Linked DNA regions of Oryzias latipes: region 2 is linked to region 1. A link is a contact called in public Hi-C data. All regions are on one chromosome and are shown on one strand. Each heading gives the region's core, a stretch centred on a gene start, on an enhancer-like site or on the middle of the called end of the contact. The rest is flanking DNA. Distances are from core to core; before and after follow the strand shown.

Region 1 (3,322 bases), core at 330-2,829:
TCTTTGCTGCTTCCTCACAGCGTCTTGTTTCCTCCACACGATAAAATAAAAAAAATCTGTCTCCTCTTCAGCCGAAAAAAAAAAGGACGGAGTCCTCACTCCAAATCCAAGCGTCCGCCCCACTCCTCTCTGTCACGGAAGCGCGTTGGCAAACCGCTGCCTCCAAAAACACAGATGCGCGACACCAGCTGCCAATCATCTCCCCTCATATGAGGCCATCTGTTTCTGATCCTGGGCCAATCAGATCAGAGCCTGAAGCGGCAGCATTTGAGCGACTGCGAACACTTGCAGGGATGTCTGAGCTTCACTGCCTCTTTTACAGCAGACACACACACACACACACACACACACAAACACACACACACACTGGGGGCCCACTTTATCCTGCTGCACCGTCTCCTTGCCATCCCCTCCTACCTTCTTCCATGCATCCTCCTGTCCTGCTCCCTCATCGCTCTTGAGTTTCCTGTTTTCAAACAGATGTTGCCTTAGGTATTATTTATGTTACACAAACCAAATAAACAGGAGACATCTTTGCTTTTTTCTTTAGATGTGCTACCAGGTGGAGCTACATCTTGTGGGAGAATCTTGGATTTTCCTTTTTTGAGATTCTGTTTTTTTTTTTAAACCAATATTTTTTAGGTGTGTTTCATATTTGCCGTAGGCCTTGATGCAGTGATGCTGTTCAGATAAACCATGTGTTTGAATGCTGGTCTGTTTATAAATTGTGATCGCGACCCTTCTCAACGCCAAGCCTTGGACTGATTTGTTAGCTGAAGAAAAATCCATTCAGATGTGATTGTTTTTGCCTTCTCAATGATGTTTCCAGATAGATCGACTGCTGTTTTTTAGTTTTTACTTTTCTTCCCTTTTTCGATCAGTAAAATTGCACCAGGCAAGTTCAGTCAGCAGCTGAATTTCAGTGGATTTTCATTTTTAAAGTTCAAGTTTTGGATTATTATTATGTCTTCTTAGACTGTTATTGACAAGTCTGGTTTTTTTTTTACTGTTTGGGAAAGAAAAAAAACGATTTTACCATTGAGGTTAAATACAAGAGCTAAACCATGCAGATTAGACGTGTTAGGGGAGTGTACAGTTTTTAAAAATTAGGCAAACCAACAAACACATGTAGCAATATCAACAACAGGTCTTGTTTTTGCCCAATTTTGTTACTTTTATGCAACTTTAATAAAAAATATGTAAAACTGACGATTTGTGGATCATTTTCTTTTAATGTCAATATTTTTGCTCTTCCGTTTATTATTACACGTATCAAAAAAAATTTTGCTGTATATGCATGAGGTTGAGCAAAATTATTTTATGCTCAATTTCATTTTACATTTTGCGTTTCATGTGACGTAAACATAATCAGAAATTGTATTTTTTTCTTGTAGTGTTGTGTTTAAACAACAATTTTTCATTCTACTTAATTATATTATATTTAAATTATATGTTGGAGATGTATATCTAAATTACAATTGGTTCATAGAAGCTGTGTCTTCATTCTGATTGGACAGGGTGCTTGCGGGATGGTTCTTCCTATTGGATAGTCAGGAGCAGCCCTCGACGCTGATTGGTTGATTTTACAGTTCACAGAGTCCGGCAAAGTGTCTAACTGAAGAGGAGCCGATCGAAGAGGAAGTACTTTCCAAAATGGAAATATATCATTAAACCGAACGTTTCTTCTGCATAGCTCGGCTAAGGGACACGGTAAGATGGCTTTCACGTCTGACTTAACAGTAATAAAGATGATTTATGTTTGTTAGTAGCGGATAGCATCCCCCTGTCCGCTCGGACTCAGGGAGTGCGTTCTTCGAGTTAATCCGTGTAGTTCGGTTGGCAGGTCGGTCTGCAAGATGCTCCTATGATTCTCTGGAGTGCTAATTTCCATCTTTAATTAATAAAAACGTTTCAAGAAGATTTCCATGAGAAAGGCGGTTCCTTCGTGTGTAAATGTGATGCGTGCGCAGTGACTGCCGTCTCCGTTTTTGATTCAATTGTTAGCTTGTGTTGCACTTGACTTCACGGAGGTGTGTTTGAGCTCAATGTGGTGAAAGTGCGGCCGAAATGCGAAATAAACATTACAGGGTTTTTAAGTGAGTGCAGCCTTCAAAACGAGCGTCTCTTTTCCTGACTTTAGTGTAGGCTTTAAATCCCGCCGTTGCTTTCATTTTGTTTACCAGTTTACTCTACCTCCATACGGAAGCCAGTTTTGGTCAAGTTAAGCACTGTGAAAGCGGACTTCCGGTTTGAATAAAAACCTAAATGGCAATTTTCAACATTATTGAACCTTTTTAGGCCTTTAGACGTTTAGAAAAAAATTATTTTCAGTTTTTACCACACGCTTATTACACATTTTGCCATGTTATGCAATGTAAAATAATTATTGTTTATTTAGCATTTGTTTTTAGCTAATCGATTTCCGGTTTTGACCCTTGTTATTGTAGCTTTATTAAAGCTAAGTCATCGTCAAGGTTTGACTTAACCACATTACATACTGAATAAATGTAGTTGTAATTTAATGAATTCACCTGTAGAACGTGTATAATAATGTAACGTGAATCTGTTAGACCAAAAACTGTTTGGACATCTTTAAGAATCTTTAAAACTCCTAATGTTATCAAATAAACGAGGTCATCCCATCAGTAAAAACACAAATGCCGCATATCTTACAAACATCATCACAAGAATACTTTAAAAAATATATGGCTTTGATTTAAAAGCATTTGTTTTGCCAGATGTTATAAATGCATTTCTGACATACAGTGTAGGAAGTGTTTGATCTCTTGCTGATTTTGTTGGTTTGCATTCAAAAGAAATTGTCATCTGAACACTATGTTCATTTGAACAGTGAAAGATAGAAAAGCGAGAAATCGATTTTAAAGTATTTGTGAATTTATTTGCGTTTCATTGAGGGAAACTATTATTTTAACTGTCTTGCTGGGAAGACGTAGTACTTTATTGGAAAAGCCTTATTAGCAGCACAGAAGTCAGACATAGTTGATTATCAGGTTTCTGCACATATCAGGAAGAATCTTGGTCCACTCTTCTTTGCAAATGACTTCTAAATCATCAAGCCTTAATGGCTGTCGCTTAGCAACCCTAAGCTTCAGCATTCCCCATAGATTTTCTATAGGACTGAGGTCCAGGGCCACTCCATGGCTTTGATCTGCTTCCTCTGCAGCCATTTCCATGATTGACTTGGCTGTATGATCAGATTTAACTTCCTCCTCCACGCTCGACAGTGGGGATGGTGCTCTTGGGGTCAACAGATCTAGAATCTTCTCCAAATAATCCAGTGAAAGCTCTTTAGTCTCTCATG
Region 2 (3,325 bases), core at 764-3,263, 80 kb before region 1:
GACAGATTTAAGAATCAGCTTAAAGCATAAAAAGGAAACGCATGATTTAACTTAAATATGAATAAAAATCTATTTATTTTGCCACACGTTACAAAAAAATTAACAGCATTTCTAACAATTCACCTGCAGAGGGCGCCAGAGTAAAGACCAAGACCAAAAATCCTGTGACTAAAGTCTGACTTGGAGCAGAAATCGCACTTTTTCAACACAAGCAAATGTGTTTTCTTTCCCAAAATGAAACGCTGGGAAACCATTAAAACAGTGGAGAGCAGGGTTGCCAGATCCTGATGGCATTTTACAGCTTAAAGGTATCAGAACTGAAAATCAAGACACATTTCAAAACTTCTACACATCACAAGCACAAAATGACTATGTAGGTGAATCAAGATGATTTGGGCCCAGTCATGGTAAAAGTTTAATAAAACAAATTAAAACGGAAATAAATGCATAAATTCATCAAAAAGCTTTTTCTCCCCCATTGTCTCACAATGTTTTGTCTTTCTTTCTACTAAACATTGTAACAGTCAGAAAAAGCAGCTCTAATTATACCAGCCTGTCTGGTGTAATCTTTTTTTAACTAGAAATTCTGGAGGGAAAAAACCTAATGTAACCTAATCTCTCTAACGTAGCTGAACACATTTTTAAAGAATTTCACTATTTTAGAATAACGTTTTGATGTGTTTTTTCTTGTAATTATTAACTATTTTGACATTTACTTTATGGGCTTTGATTATTTCATTTTAATTTGTTATATATATATAAAGTCGTTTCTGTTTTGACCCAAACAGAATTAGTTTGTTGGCTGCAGGGGGAAAAAAATACGTGGTCAGGATTCAGATTTTAAAATAGAGTTTTCTGTCTTCATTTTTGTAATGTCTACATGTTTTCTAATTGTTTTTTTTAAACTGGAAACATTTCTCAGGAGCTTTTTTCTATGAATCTAAAAGTCTTCATTTGTTTTTAACAGAAAACTATTGTTTTAATGTTTAATTGAGAAGACATCAAGTATTTTTCATCTATAAATAACTATATTTCATAAAAATGAATACAACTATTAGCAAATGTAAAAGAATATTGATTTTTTTCTGAATTCCCGTTGCTTATTTATGGACAGAGAGAGATTGTAATTCCCCTGGTTGGCCACAATATGTCACTATTTTTGTTGCCGTTCCTTTCAGTATGCTTGTTTCAAAAGATCAAATGATTTTTGGGGCCAAAAAAAATTTAAAGAACCCTTTTTACTAAATGTGGCCTTTTATTATGAATTGTTTCCATTTCCTGTTTTTCGTATCTCTGTAGTTATTTTTAGCTACCAAAAGCTCTGACAAAGCTGGTGTTTAAACAATAAATCAGGTTTTTTTAGTTTGTGATAAATATGCGACACATGTCAAAGTGAGTTTAAGTGACCTGAGAGCGAGAAGTGAAAATAAAAGAGCAGAAGTGGGTTTCATCAGAAGAAGACTGAAGTGAAACAGATCAGACCGACAGGGAAACAAGCATTTTTCTTTCTCTCTTTTAGGGTGACGACAGTTTTATTGAAGAGCGGCGTCATATTTGGTGTCAAAGAGAAGTTAAGCTCAAAATAAGGAAAGAAACTTGATTTGAAGATATGCTGGACTAAGATTTGATGAAAAGAAGCTTTTCTCAGAGCTAAAACTTAAACCACTTGCAGGAAGAAAAGTCAGTCAGTCTGCTAAAGAAAACTGAAATAGTTTTTTCAATTCTTTTAACTATTTGTGAAATTGTGAAATTCACTTATCAACTTTATTTAACCTGATTATACTTCCAAAAAACCTTGTTTGAGCATCAACTGCTTTCAAAATGCTGCTAATAAATGTAGTAGAATCGAATTTTAGATTTTACGTTTTTTTTTTTACTGTTTCTGAGTGAAATTCATCAATCTTTTCACATTTTTCTCATATAAATGTGTGAAATGTTTGGGAGCAGGAATGCGGTCTTGTTGCTGACTCGTCTGGTATTTGAAGAATGCAGCTGTCCGTCAGAGCGGGCTGGGAGGCGCATCGTTTCATCCTATTGTTGTGCGTGAGGACCCACACGCCTGTCTTAAGGCAGGCCTGTGATGGCGGCGGCGGCGATTACCTTGTTTCTGACCAGGCCGCACTGCTCCAGCGCCGTCTCCACCCGCCGTTTATCAGAGAACAACTTCATAATGCTGGAAGACAGAGTTGGGTTTGACTGGGTTGACCCGAAACCCGTCCAAATGTTCAGAAAATGTGATGTTTTCTGCTCACTTCTTCACGGGAATTTTGCCCTCCTGGTTCACTTGCAGCTTCAGCTTGGTGTATCTGAAACCAACAGACAGGAAGTTACCAGAAAGTTTGGAAATGCGCATCTGACGGGTCGCTGTGGACTCTTACGCTTTGAGGAGGTAGCTGTTTCTTGTTGCATTGTGGGAAAGGATGTTTGTTGCCAAACTGAAGAGCTCTTCTGTCCAAAGCTGGGGCAAAAGAACAAAAACCATTTTTTTAAAAAGGGGATTTGTTTGTTTATTGGTTTTGATTTGATGTTCGTATTAGAGGTGGAGAAGGAGGGCTGCAGCTTCACCTTGGCTTCATCCTCCGACATCGCCTGGAAGTTGAGGTAGGAGATGTTCACCAAGTCGTTTCCGTAGACGATGGTCAGCGACTTCCCCAGAAAGCTGTCCTTCCCGACGCTCAGCATGCTCTGCAATTTCGCTTCCTGATCAAACACACAGTTCGACATCTGAGAGGCCTTTTGGCACAAGCAGAACCAAAAACCAGGAAGTGAGTCACGATGGAGGCAGACGATGCTCGTCAGAGATGGCTGGTGGGCAAACAAGGAGCAAATACTCCTTTGATTAATTGGATCAGAGTGCTGCACCGCATGGACCCCATTTATTACCTTATAGGGGGGGGGTTTCTAGGGGTGTAGGGAAAACAAATCGATTCAACGACATATCGCCGTATTTCTTAGATTGATACTTTAATCGATTTAAAATGTTGTCAAGACGATTTTTATCTGATTATTGATGAGCGTCCTTCAGCGTCTGACTCATGTTTTCCACTGAGCCTCTTGGAACAGCTCCACACCGCACCAAAACAACAAGATCCCGCAAGATCTGGCCGTTTTTTCCAAACACTTGCATCTGCGCTTCGTGAAGGAATATCTCCATCTCACTCTGGAAAGGTCTTCTGAAATTGGTTGAGGTTTTGCACAACCTTCAGTGTGCTTTCCTGGGAACTTTCTGAACCTGCCAATCCGGTTTCCTCCTCTGCTTGTTCTGTCACGATCTGACCGGGTTCACGAGCAAAGACGCTCTGCGCTTTGATCCTGCTAGTCAAGC

The links. A called contact is a pair of places that touch in the nucleus more often than the background predicts.
Region 2: a contact with region 1 is called in a Hi-C map of embryo, with 1.8 times the contacts expected there. The contact joins the enhancer-like site here to the promoter of brms1 in region 1. A contact is called at or near these places in 3 of 5 Hi-C or Micro-C datasets (embryo and gastrula embryo).

Annotation. Positions count from the first base shown.
Region 1 is chr18:12,604,450-12,607,771 of ASM223467v1, reverse strand. It overlaps brms1 (breast cancer metastasis-suppressor 1), which reads left to right and starts at 1,579. Exons shown (of 9, transcript XM_004079687.4): 1 at 1,579-1,710. ppp1r14b (protein phosphatase 1 regulatory subunit 14B) reads left to right here. Exons shown (of 4, transcript XM_004079688.3): 4 at 1-1,209.
Region 2 is chr18:12,685,184-12,688,508 of ASM223467v1, reverse strand. LOC100049529 (1-phosphatidylinositol 4,5-bisphosphate phosphodiesterase beta-3) reads right to left here. Exons shown (of 34, transcript XM_023965810.1): 4 at 2,566-2,700; 5 at 2,379-2,458; 6 at 2,253-2,306; 7 at 2,101-2,173. Among protein-coding and RNA genes, the nearest start is that of LOC100049529, 42 kb to the right of the region's middle. Within about 2 kb of position 2,013, at least 2 of the 8 cell types and tissues checked have an H3K27ac peak or open chromatin away from gene starts, as enhancers often do. A contact at or near this core is called in embryo and gastrula embryo, where this site is marked.